2 separate regions of the Capsicum annuum genome follow, and region 1 is linked to region 2. Evidence: chromatin contacts called from public Hi-C data. All regions are on one chromosome and are shown on one strand. The core of a region is the stretch at or near the end of the contact, and the rest is flanking DNA. Distances in the headings are between cores, read along the strand shown.

Evidence for each region. A called contact is a pair of places that touch in the nucleus more often than the background predicts.
Region 1: a Hi-C map of leaf shows a contact between it and region 2, with 2.5 times the contacts expected there. The contact joins the enhancer-like site here to the promoter of LOC107878007 in region 2. A contact is called at or near these places in 2 of 5 Hi-C or Micro-C datasets (leaf and pericarp).

The regions. Positions count from the first base shown.
Region 1 is chr7:129,752,903-129,760,156 of UCD10Xv1.1, forward strand. No RefSeq gene overlaps it. Among protein-coding and RNA genes, the nearest start is that of LOC107878005, 24 kb to the right of the region's middle. Within about 2 kb of position 5,494, at least 2 of the 5 cell types and tissues checked have an H3K27ac peak or open chromatin away from gene starts, as enhancers often do. A contact at or near this core is called in leaf, where this site is marked.
Region 2 is chr7:129,437,391-129,444,055 of UCD10Xv1.1, forward strand. It overlaps LOC107878007 (auxin response factor 19), which reads right to left and starts at 2,333. Exons shown (of 13, transcript XM_047393731.1): 1 at 1,660-2,333; 2 at 1-46. The coding sequence starts at 1,702.

The DNA.
Region 1 (7,254 bases), core at 4,244-6,743, 320 kb after region 2:
GCGTTGTGATCGGGCAAGGTCATAGTACATTCCCGGTAAGTTTTGGAATTTTTGAAATCCATTTAGGGCACGTTTGGATTTTGAACCAGTAGCTAAAGGATATAAGAAGGGGCAACCTTGGCTGTAGCCTTTGTGTAAAAGGCTCTAACCAAGGCTCTGCCCTGGCTGTAGCCTTTGTGGGAAGGCTATAGCAAGGCGCCGCCCTTCCTAGAGCCTTTGTGCCCAGTTTTCAGCATTCTACCTCCGTGCTCTCATGGATAATTTGGTCAATTTTCCACCTCTATATAAGTCCATTAACACGGGATTTGGACTCATTTAACCCAAAAATACTAGTTTTCTCTCAAAATTATTCAAGAACAAGATTTAGGGTTCCTAAATCAAGACCCTAATCATTAAGATTCCTATGTTAACTTTTCAAAAATCATATAGTAAGGTATCCAGATGTTGATTCTTGGGTTCCTTTCACCCAAGAGGTTTAAGAATCCCTTTCAAGATTTTAAAGTTCATGTTTTTATGAGATTTCATGATTTATGTGTATTGAAGTTCATGCTTATGTGTTGTTGAGTTTTAATTGATGATTTAGATACAAAGTTCTAAGCTTTGATCCTAGTATGTGATAATTAAATGATGTTCATAAAAAAGCCCCTTCAAGTTGCATGTTGAATGATGTATTTATGATAATTAGATGTAGAAATTGTTGGATAACCAAAGCATGCTCCCCCTATGTTTGATAAAATGTTTATGTGAAGGAATTACAGCCATTATAACATGTTAACAAGAAATCCCAATTAGGTATTAGCCCATGCATGCCAAGTGTTTGTTGAAAAGCCTTAGTGAATGAATTCTGACATGTTTGCATGAAATCCTCCAATTATGTGCTCTTTAATGCATGATAAGTGTTTGATGCAAGACCTTGTTGAATGAAGTATGAGCCAATAGCATGTCTCCCTATACTATTACATGTTTGTGATTCCCAAGTGCTTGAAGAGATATTTTAATGATTGTAATGGCAAATGAAAGTCCATGGTTATGATTATTCAAATATGGTTATGTTTTACTTTTATATCATCGAGTCCTGGGGGTATTTATATCCAAAATTTAGCTTCTTGTCTAGAGACGAGTCAGTCTCAAGGTTATCTCAGTCGTGCTATGATCAGTAGAATTCAGCTAGTCACAGATCTTAGAAAAAATTCAAGATAATTTCAATATCATTAGCACTCCAGCTTCAGCTCAGCACTCAGCTCAGATCTTAGTAGTATTCAAGTATCCCATTCATACCTTAGTAGAAATCAAGTATTCAAGTCAGAACTCAGTAGCATTCATCAGACCTCAAATTCTTGTAATATTCCGTCAGTCCTTCGAAATCAAGTGAACTCAACTTAGCTCGGTAATCAGTGCGATCAGTAATAGATTCAGCTCAGTCTAGTACAGTTTAAGAAAAAGAATCAGCTCAGAGTCTTTCAGTTGGGAGTAAGAGTTAGCACCGAGCAAACCTAGGGATGGGGGCTCACCCGTTAGATAGGACTGAGATCCCTAGGAGCAATACCTAAGTTCCAGAACTATATAGCCAGCGTAGGTATGAGATGTCACCCGCTAGATAGGACTGGCATACTCAGGGGTCACCCATTAGATAGGACTGATCCCAGGAGTCACCCGTTAGATAGGACTGCTCCACAAAGTTGTCTTTACCCGTGGCACGGTACTGACACCCTTCCAACTGGGGTTACAAGTTGGACCCTAACTTAGCTAGAAGGGGCATCTCAGTTAGATGAATATTTTCCACAGTCTCAGTTTCAGAATCAATCTCAGTGAAAGAACTCAGCTCAGTAGTACAGATTCAGGACTGTTAAATACAGTCAACCCTTAACATATCAGCAGATTCAGAGATCAACCGCTAGACAGGACTGATCTCAGAGTTAGTCAATCAATCTTATTATCAGTATGATTCAGAGATCACCCGTTAGATAGGATTGATCTCAGACTAAGTCAAAATTATTTCATTATCATTAAGTTTAAGATCACACACTAGGTAGGACTGATCTCAGATTTACTTAAGTACTCTTGTTATCATTAGATTCAGAGGTCATCCGCTAGATAGGACTAATCTCAGCCTCAGTACCCAATTATCAATATCAAAAGATTTAGTTATTCAGTATTTCAGTATTAGTAGTGAGTTCAGATGTCAGTAAAGCAGTATCCGGGTCTCAGTATTCAATGTCACGATGATTTTAGTTATGATTTGTGCATTCATGCATACGTCCTCATTCAGTACTCTCATGCTATTCAGTTAAGTAATTGTTCATGCATAAGCCCTTGCATTTAGTCTTACCTCATCTTGCATACTTAGTACATTCCCACGTACTAACACATTTATACTATGGTGTTTTACTTTACACCATAGGTTCAGAAGCACGAGATCTAGGGCACTCTTAGAAGCTCAGTTCCAGTCAGCAGCAGTAGACGTAGCAGTGAGTCCTCTTCATTCGAGGATGATCCTTATCTTATTATTACATTAGACTTAATTTATTTTTAGTAGACAGAGTTAGTTGGGGGTGTGTCCCATCAATTCTATAGATCAGATAATTAGAGGCTTTTCAGACAGATGTATCAGTATTCAGTTTTTGGTTTTGAGTATTTTAGACGTTTTGAACCTTATGGAAAGTTTTTGTTAGTTTTTTGCACTTATTATATTATATTATACAGTGCTCAAGTACAGACATTATTAGAGGGTTAGCTTGTGGTCCTTAGGGATCATGAGCACCGTATGGCATACCGGTTATAAAAAATTGGGGCGTTACAGCAGTGGGTGTACTAATATATGTTACAAATACTACAAGGCCTGATATAGCCTTTTCATTTAATTTATTAGTAAGGTATAGTTCTACTCCTGCTAGAAGATATTAAAATGGGATCAAACATATATTGCGGTGCCTAAAAAGGACTACCAATATGGACTTATTTTATTCTAAAGATTGCAGTCCCGATCTTGTTGGTTATGCTGATAGTGGATATTTAACCCGCATAAAACTCAATATCAAATAGGTTATGTGTTCATATGTGGGGGTACTATCATATATTGGATAGCTACAAAGTATTCTATCATAGTGGCTTCATCGAACCATGCTGAGATAATAACTATTCATGAAGCAAGTCGAGAGTGTGTGTGGTTGAGGTCCACGATACATTTCATTCAAGAAAAATGTGGTTTGAAATGTAACAAAGTATCCATAATTTTATATGAAGACAGTACAACATACGTAGCACAATTTAAGGGAGAATTCATAAAAGCTCCAAAAAGAATGATGATATTAACGTGCAACAGATTCGTTCAACTGAACTGTGACTGATTTGTTCACCAAGTCTCTTTCAATTACAACTTTTAAGAAAATGATGCATAAGTTCGAAATGCAAAGGTTCAAAGACGTTCTCATTAGGAGGAGTTAATGCGCGTTATACTCTTTTTTTCTTATGAGGTTTTGTCCCACTGAATTTTTCTTGTAAGATTTTTAATGAGGCAGCCTATGCGTATTATTAGAAATGTGTACTCTGTTTTCTTCTCTAGATTTTCTCCTACTGAATTTTTTCTAGTAAGATTTTAACGAGATACATTATCTATCAATTAGACATTCAAGGGGAATATTATAAATGTATTAACATATAGAGTGAATGTCTATTTATGAAAAAATTGGAAATCCCTGCTTTTAAGATAAAATTATTTTTTTCCTATAAATAAAAAAATTTCCTGCATTGTAATTTACACCTCAAAAAACCCCTCAAGAATCACCTCTTTTTTCTCTTCATTCTTCTTCTTCCCACCTTTATAATTTATAACAATTGTGTAATTTTACAACAAAGGGGAAAGAAGGGGGGGATTGCACCCCTCTAACTAGCTTTCAACCTAACCAAATAATCGGATCACAGTGTAGACATTGAAATTTTGTGGATTCTACAAAAAAAGTTCAATTTTGGTTAGAGTTCTTGGGGCTATTTACCTTAAATCTAGTTTGGTGGTTACTCTACCTAAACCCTAAATTACCCCTATATAATGGGGTCAAATATTCTTTTAAAGGGCATCTCCAAGATCCCAAATATCTCACAAATTAATGAGATATTCATAAATCTCGAAGATCTCAAAGGTCAAAGGGATCAAAACCCTCTCTTCTTGATTAATCAAATAAATTAAGAAGATTGACAAATCCTCCTTTCATGGAGATCAAATCTAAATATTCTTATATTCGAGAAATACACCACTAACGGCCCTTGAATTATGAAGAAATTCAAAATATTCCTATGTTTGAGAAATATGCCACTAACGGCCCTCGAATTATGGAGAAATTCATATCCAAATCTTCCTACATTCGAGAAATACGCTACAGACAGCCCTCGAATTAAGGAGAAAATCAAGAGAGAAGAATCAAGGTAGGAACAAATTTGTACCCACATCGTTTATCAATAAAATTGTTGTTTCTTCATATTTTTATTTGTGGTTGAAGTTTATTTTCCATGAATTAAAGTATGTTGGAAACAAACTGGCACGCCCAGTGGGACCAAATTTTTCCTTTATCTCTTCTCTCATAAATCAGATAAATCAGATCTGCAAATCTGTAGCTACCGCAAAATCAGATCTGCAAATCTATAGCTGCTGCATAAAGATAAAAGCTCTATTGCTACAAATCTGTAGCCGTTGCGTAAAGATAGAAGCGGTACTTCAAGACTCGTCTTTGAGTTTCATCAAGTCTACACTCCAACAAGCCTTGAAGTAGAGGGCATTTGTAGACATTGAAATTTTGTGGACTCTACAAAAAGAGTTCAATTTTAGGTAGAGTTCTTGGGGCTATTTACCTTAAATCTAGCTTGGTGGTTACTCTACATAAACCCTAAATTACCCCTATATAAAGGGGTCAAATATATTTTTAGGGGGCATCTCCAAAATTCCAAACATCCCACAAATTAATGAGATATTCATAAATCTCGAAGATCTCAAAGGTCAAAGGAACCAAAACCCTCTCTTCTTGATTAATCAAATAAATCAAGAAGATCGACAAATCCTTCTTTCATGGAGATCAAATCCAAATATTCCTATGTTCGAGAAATACGTCACTAACGACCCTCAAATTATGGAGAAATTCATATCTAACTCTTCTTACATTCGAGAAATACGCTACTGACGGCCCTCGAATTAAGGAGAATCAAGAGAGAAGAATCAAGGGAGAAACAGATTTGTACCCACATTGTTTATCAATAAAATTATTGTTTCTTCATATTTTTATTTGTAATTTAAATTTATTTTCCATGAATTAAATTATGTTGAAAACAAACGGAGAAAAGTACTGTGGTGATTTACATGTGTTCACTTTGAAATTGCGAAACACATACGTGCACTGGCTAACAAAACAGAAAAATAGAAGTCCAGTTAAGGGGTAGATGGGATTTCTCTTAAAGCAATGAACACACAAAATAGCAATTAGTTGGATATCATTGCCTGCTGCTTGCATATTTGGGCGAATGAAAGAAACCCAGCATTGACTGAGTTCACTGTTACATCTATTAATTTCTCTAGGCAATTTTCAGTAACCATCAAAAGGAGTTGGAGTTGAAAAATAAGATATACTAGAAAAGTAGCCAAACAAACATGAAGTAGGCCAAGTCCCCCTTGAGTGCACGGCCTGCTAATTAATGGACAAAGGCCCACCCTCATTTTTTAGAGGGTCAAGTTAAAGAAACACTAAAAATTACATATATACATAAGATAACTTTATCTTATTACATAAAATCTCATATTGAAAAAGAAATTACAAAAATTTCAAAGTAATTACTTAAACCCCTTAAATTCACTCTTTCTCTTTCATCCTTCTCATACATATCAAAATATCATATTTTGCTCCTATTTTAGTGCACTGATTTTTGCTCCATATAAATGTACTCCTTTATTTATGCCTACAATCACGCTAATATAATATTAGTACTCTCTCATCCCCCTCCTATCTGGGTCACTTTTATAATTGGAATTGAATACACTTTCAATTCACGTAATAAAGAAAATTGAATCATTTTTTTCCTTATTATCATGTAGCCAATGTAATGTTACAATAACACTAATTTTTTCTTAAAATTATTATAATCTTGTAGATAATTAATGTATAAGGTGAATATTTTATATGTATAGTGTGATATTATACATTTTGGAAGATTGTATTTTAATGTATAAGTCATAATATATCAGACATTATGCATTAGTTATTTTTAGAAGACTAATGTATAATATAATTCTTTTGCTATATATTTCATTATATTATACATTAAGAAGCTCTTATTAAATTTAAGAGGCATTTTATGTATTATTTGGTATTATACAATTAGAAAGTATTAATATTGTATAAGGTTACATTATGTCTTCTGATAAGGATACAGAAGTATACATGTTTAATGTTAATACTTAAATGTATAGTTGACATTATACATTACTATAGATTATTTTTTAAATTTATAATGTGCCACATACATGTGCAATTGTTGTATAATGTTATCTTTTAAATTTCAACTTATTCGTTATTTGCGCTGATTCAATAAATACATCACATACTGAACAATAAAACTGAATATATCAATTATATTTGGATATATATTATTTTCATTTAACTATTTTGTTAACTGATGTTTATTTTTTCATGAATTTTAAATTATTTATAATAAATTTATATGATTCCGTGAATGAAAGATAATTTCTTTCGTCAAAACATACTTTGAAAATCAATTTTCTGGGAGCTTAATGGATCATATCAGTGTGAACACATATAATCCATACGTATTAATATTACTCCTACTAAAGTAAAGGAAAGAGAATGAAAAATAAATACTCCCACTAGATTTTATATTATTTTATGTTGTTACATAATTTTTAAAAAAGTTTTAATTAAAATTATATTTTATTATTATTTATGTAATTTATTACTACTAAAATAGTATAAGAAGGAAATAATAAGACTTTTTTATGATTAAATTTCAGTTACTATATTTAATCATACACCACGTAATGATAGATAATTAATTGCATTAATTAAGGTAGAGAAAGATAGTATCTGATTTCTCTTTCCATAAATATAGGCAAATCTGTTTTATCATACATTGCAATAATGTATAAGGGCCTACCTAATGTATAAGTATATTTTACAAATTAGGGAGAAAGAAATTCTAATGGGATTATATGTAAATACTTTCATTATAGAAGGAAATTATGTGGTTTATATCCTAAAA
Region 2 (6,665 bases), core at 1,083-3,582:
CCAGCACAAGCGTGCCATAACTCTGAATTCATGAGCTTTCTTTCTCCTGTTGCATTATGATACAAACTTACACATATTTACTAAATTAAAGTCCAATTGTATACAAATATACATATGATGCTTTGATATGCTAGAAACTAAGGTCCTTTATGTGCAAAATAATTCTCTTGACTACCAGATCTGTGAGCATCATTCATGCAACCAAAAAGGAAAATTTTCTCCTGTTTCTCCTTTTTTTAGCCCCAACTGAAGGATTATCTCACTGGAACCTGTATTAAAAAGAAATATTAACTACTGGTACATAAAGATAAGGAGTTAAAAATGGCAGCCCGGTGCACAAAGAATGCCGCGCTAGCAGGGTCCGGAGAAGAGCCGCACCCAAAGGATGTGATGTACATAGTCTACCACTCTACCTAATGCAGACATTAGTGGCTGCTTCCACAGGTCGAACCCGTGACCCATAGGTCACATGGAGAAAACTTTACCAATGCTCTAAGGCTCCCCATCATAAAGATAAGGAGTCCCGCAAACCAAATGATTATAAAGCGTCAGCAATACCAGGAACCTAAGTAAATATCACGTGACCCTCAAACCGTTGATATGTGTGACCCTCAAATAGTTGTATACCTAATAGCAATCAAAAACTAACCAATACTAGATAGTTTAAACATGTCAATGACATGCGAAGATAGCAGTAGTTTCTCGATCTTGTGATTCATGAAAAGAACTTACCTTCTCTTCTCAAAGAAACCCATGTGAGAGTATGAACTTACGGCAAATAGATTGTATTAAAGCATCATGAAGGCAGATCAAGCAAAATCTGCAGTATTTATTTTGTTCCTATTCCAGTGATAACCTCGTTTTCAACTCTGTTCTTACCCCTCCTAATACTTACTTGTTACCAAAGCACAGCCTACTTAATAGACCGAGAATGATGCACAGAAATCGAAAATGCACTTTCTGCTCCAAAATGGAGTAAACACAAGCTGCCAGGAGTAGTTTAGGCATTTTTAAAGGCAGTGAACCAACCCCACAAAAATGGAAAGTGGACCATCCGAGGCATCTGCTAAATAAGAGGTCAAAAGTGAAACTTAAACGAGTAGCAGATATTGGGTAAACCAATTTTGACGGTTATCCAGTATATAATCCGAATTTCAACTCAGAAAGAAGACATGAATCCGTAGATCAATTACACCAAACAGAATTTGTACTCCTGGATATACAAATTGTATTAGTAACATTTTGCTAATGCACCGAAATCACTAACAAATGAAAAGAATAAACAACTAAAAGCAGTTAAGAGAAAGTGTACTTTTGTTCTCAATCCTTTGTAATACAAATGTTTTTCTAAGAGAAAAATTGAAAAACAGGCAATATTCAAAGGAAACTTGAGCATTAAAATCCAACTTACCTTAAGAAAAAACTGCATATTATGGTTATTAAGTGACAAAATAATCAATTGAACGCCTTGTGTTAAGCCTTATTACAATAGCAAATCAAAGCTAAAACATGGCAGCAAATTCCACTTATTATATCCCCCACCCCCAACAGTCTGAGAGGTCATAGGAAGCAAAATGAAGCACAACTAAGAGAATTTTTTAAAAACAAAGAGGTAGAAAATGCAAAATAAAAAGGATTGAATGAGGTTGTAGGAATCACCTTCTCCTGAATTAGGTATATATCCGTTTGATGGTGCCTTCATTTCAGCAGAAGTTGCACTTCTCTCCAAAAAGAATTTTAAGAGAAGAATAAAAATAAGAATTGGTGCAAAACAAATCTTTCGCGTAATTCCAGCTACAAAATGCTTTTCACGTTCTCAAGATAGAAAACTCCATCAATAATTATTAGGTACTAAACCACCATTAGCTCCATAATTGCATCAGCCCAAATTATCAAATATGATCACAAATTCCTTAAATGTAAATATGCTTTTGCTTTTCCATTGTCAACAAATCGTCAGCTTGTTCCGGTCACCGGAAAATCAAGAACTAGCAAATAATCTTATAGATATGGCTATCCAAAAATGGGAAGGCAGAAAGAATAATAAAGTTACACATCACCCCAGGTGCAAGGTGGTGGGGTGGTGAGGGGGGGGGGGGGAATCAGAGAAGTCGCCGGAAAATCAGACGCCAATGATAACGGGAGCTGTTTTATATTGCTGCTGTACTACAACCTTTATACTATTCTATTCTATGCAAGATTATTGTAATAATAATTAAAAATAATATATAGCCTGTGATATGATTGATATACGTATGTGTATATGTTGTATTATTACGTTTTGTGAAATGGGAGAGAGAAGTAGTAGAGAACAAGCCGACATAAATGAACTGGACAAGGTTAAATAATGAGTGAAATTACAAGCCATGTTTTGCTCCCACAAGACATTTATTTCCATCATTCTCAATCCAACTATAACCAATCTTTCTAGTCAAAACAATTACTCCAGCTTATTTCCTTCGTGCACTTTATGTTTGGCTTCATATATTCTATTCCTCTCAAATTATTTGAAATATTTATTAAAATAATTTATCTTAAAATAATTGACATATTTAAGAAGTTAACATACAATTAACTACTTTTTTTTCAACTACATTCAAAGATTCATTCAATAAAAGAATAAATAAAAACATATTAGTTAATTTTGCACCTCTTATTAATTTCTCCTTAAATATTACATAAAAAAAATATGAGGGAGTACCTATTAAGAAAATTATATCTGAAATAATAATTTTAAAATATTACCTTTATTAGTTATAATTCATTTAATTGTTGAAAAGTAAATATAATTTTTTTTTGGTCGAACAGAATTGCATAGAAAATAAAATACGGTTTTAGTTACAAAATACAGACTTCAGCCCGGTGTAGTTGTAACATAAAATGCGTTTAGTTATAATATTTAATGAAGTAGCAAGGATAAATAAATACAAAATAATAAATTATCTCTTAAATTTTTAAACTGGATAAATAAAATTAGATAATTATTTTTAATATATTAAATAAATAAAAATGGAGGGAAGAATAATTAATTGATGCAGGTGAATCTTTTTTATGACTTATACTCCCTTCTTTTCTTTTTTACTTTGTTAGTCTTTTACTTGTTCATTAAATCAAGAGAAACTAACTGTTTGCTTTTAATATTATCTTTATTATTAAATAAATATAGAAAAATAATATAATTAAAGCTTTCACAATATTATTTATAAAATTAGTTAAGTATAATAAATTTGTGAAAAGTATTCTCTTTGATCCATTTTAATTGTCACACTTACCAAAATAGTTGAGACAAAATAATTGTCACTTTAAAAAATAAAAAATAATTAATTTGTTATGAAATAATAAAGAATAAAGAAAAAGAGTAGAGAGAATAGAGAGAATAATTGTTATTTCTCTTGAGTGATGATTTACAATGAAGAAAGTCCTTCTATTTATAGGGAAAATTTACTCCTAGTTTCTGCGCAAAAGACAGATACTTCAAATCCTGATAGATGTCAATTAGATCTTGATCGACATTCACTACAACTGATATACATTAATATCATAATACTTTCGCTTAAATGTCTAATAATATGCATATAGGTTGTCTCATTAAAAATCTTACAAGGAAAATACAGTGGGACAAAACCTCGTAAGCGAAAAAGAGTACAGCGCGTATTAACTCCCCCTAATAAGAACATACTTGAACCTTTGCATTCTGATCTTGTGCACCATCTTCTTGAAAGTTGCAGTTGGAAGAGACTTAGTGAATAAATCAGCCACATTGTCACTTGAACGAATCTGTTGTACGTTAATATCACCATTCTTTTGGAGCTTATATGTATAAAAGAGTTTTGGCGAAATGTGTTTCGTTTTATCTCCTTTTACGAATCATCTCTTAAATTGTGTTATGCATGTTATATTATCTTCATATAAAATCGTGGGTACTTTGTCACATTTCAAACCACATTTTTCTTGAATGAGATGTATTATGGACCTCAACCACACACACTCTTGGCTAGCTTCATGAATATCTATAATCTCAGCATGGTTCGATGAAGTGGCTACGACAGACTGCTTTGTTGACCTCCAAGATATGGCAGTACCCCCACATATGAACACATAGCCTGTTTGAGACCGAGCTTTATGCAAGTCAGATAAGTACCCGCATCAGCATAACTAACAAGATCAGGATTGCAGTCTTTAGAATAAAATAAGCCTATATCGATAGTCCCTTTTAGATACCGTAATATGTGTTTGATCTCATTCCAATATCTTCTAGTAGGAATAGAACTATACCTTGATAACAACTGAAAAGGCTATATCATCCCTTGTAGTATTTGCAAGATACATTATGCACCTATTGCACTAAGATATGGTATTTCAGGACTAAGGAGTTTCTCATTCTTTTCTTGAGGTCGGAATGGATCCTTGTTCACATCAAGTGACCGACCAACCATCGGAGTACTTAATGAATGTGCTTCATCCATATAGAATCTTTTCAACACATTTTCTGTGTAGGTAGATTGATGGACAAAGATACCATTTGTCAAATGCTCAATTTGCAAACCAAGGCATAATTTTGTCTTTTCGAGATCTTTCATTTCAAATTCTTTCTTTAGGTAATCAATTGCCTTTTGAAGCTCTATTGGAGTTTCAATAAGGTTTATGTCATCGGCATAGACAACAAGTATAACAAACTACGACGTTGTTGTCTTTATGAAAACACATGGGCAAATTTTATCATTCGTATAACTTTCCTTAGATAAATATTCACTAAGACGGTTGTACTACATACGTCCAGATTGCTTCAAACCATACAATGATCTTTGCAATCTAATGGGATACATTTCCTGAGGCTTTGAACTATATACTTTCGGCATTTCAAATCCTTCAAAAATTTTCATGTATATCTCATTATCAAGTGATCCATATAGATAGGTTTTTACCACATCCATCAAATGCATTTCAAGTCTCTCATAGACAGTGAAACTAATAAGATAACACAGTGTTATTGCTTCTATAATTGGTGAATATATCTCGTCATAATCGACACTAGGCCGTTGTGAAAAACCTTGTGCAATAAGGCGTGCCTTATACCTTTGTATTTTATTTTTCTCATTTTTTTTGCACAAAGACCCATATATAGCCAACAAGCTTAACATCATTAGGTGTTTGAGCTATAGGTCCAAAAACATCACATTTGACAAGTGAATTCAATTCAGATTGAATTGCTTTTTGCCATTTTTGTCAGTCATTTCTTTATTGACATTCTATGACAAATTGAGGTTCAAGATCCTCACTATCTTGCATGATTTTTACTACAACATTATAAGCAAAGACATAATCCACTACTAATTCAGATTGATTCAAATTAGTTTTAATATCACTTGAATTTATGGATAGTTCCTTATTTTCTTGAGTCTCGGGCTCATTAATTCCTTCAGGAATATCAACATTGCTCAAATCTTGAACTTCCATATGGGGATCTTTCGTAGCGTCATCTTGACCATTTGTTTTTCTTTTTTCTAGGATTTTGATCCTTAGAACCTAATGGTCTACCACGCTTCAAGTGTGTTTTAGATTCATTAGTTATGACACTAATGGATGGTCCTTTAGGGACATCAACTAGAATTGGAACATTCTCTGCAGGAATATGTGATTTTGTGATCCTTTTTAAATCTGTAAATGCGTCAGGCATTTGATTTGTAATTTTCTGTAGATGAATAGTCTTTTGTACTTCTTGCTCATAAATAAAAGCACGTGGATCAAGATAAGATAGTGATGAATTTTTTCACAAAATTTTTCTTTTGATGTCACTATTTTCTCCCCTTAATTTTGGAAAAACTATTATCAAACTGACAATCTGCAAATCGAGTAGTGAATATATCTCCCGTTAATAGTTCAAGATAGCAAATAATTGAGGGTGATTCAAACCCAACATAAATTCCCAACCTTCTTTGGAGGCCCATCTTGGTATGATTTGGTGGTGTTATAGGCACATATACACCGCACCCAAATATTCTCAGATGAGATATATTAGGCTCTTGACCCAAAACCAATTGCAACGGAGAAAATTTATGATAATTTATCCGTCTAAGACGAATAAGTGTTGCATCTTGTAAAATTTCATGACCCCAAACAGAAGTAGACAACTTAGTTTTCATAAACAATGGTCTTGCTATCAATTACAGACGTTTAATTAATGACCCGGCAAGGCCATTTTGAGAATGAACATGGGGTACAGGATGTTTCGTTCTTATCCTAATCGATAAGCAATAGTCATTAAATGCTTGGGATGAAAATTCTGCAGCATTATCAAGGCGAATAGACTTAATCTGATTATTAGAAAACTGTACCCGTAATCGTATTAGTTGTGCCAACAATTTTGCAAATGCCAAGTTGCGAGATGACAATAGGCATACATGAGACCATCTAGAAGAAGCATCTATTAGGACCATAAAGTATTTAAATGACCCACTCGGTGTAACGCCTCAAAAATCTATCCCGAGATGTCACACGGTACTTAGGACCACAAGTGATCCCAAGCTAACCCTTCTACCATTATAACTCATAAGCAGCTGAATAATATGTATAAAATGATCGAATATACTGTGTGGAAACATAATAATGATGAAATCTGGAAAATACAATATTAATACAACTTTTATATTCTGTTAAAGTCTAAA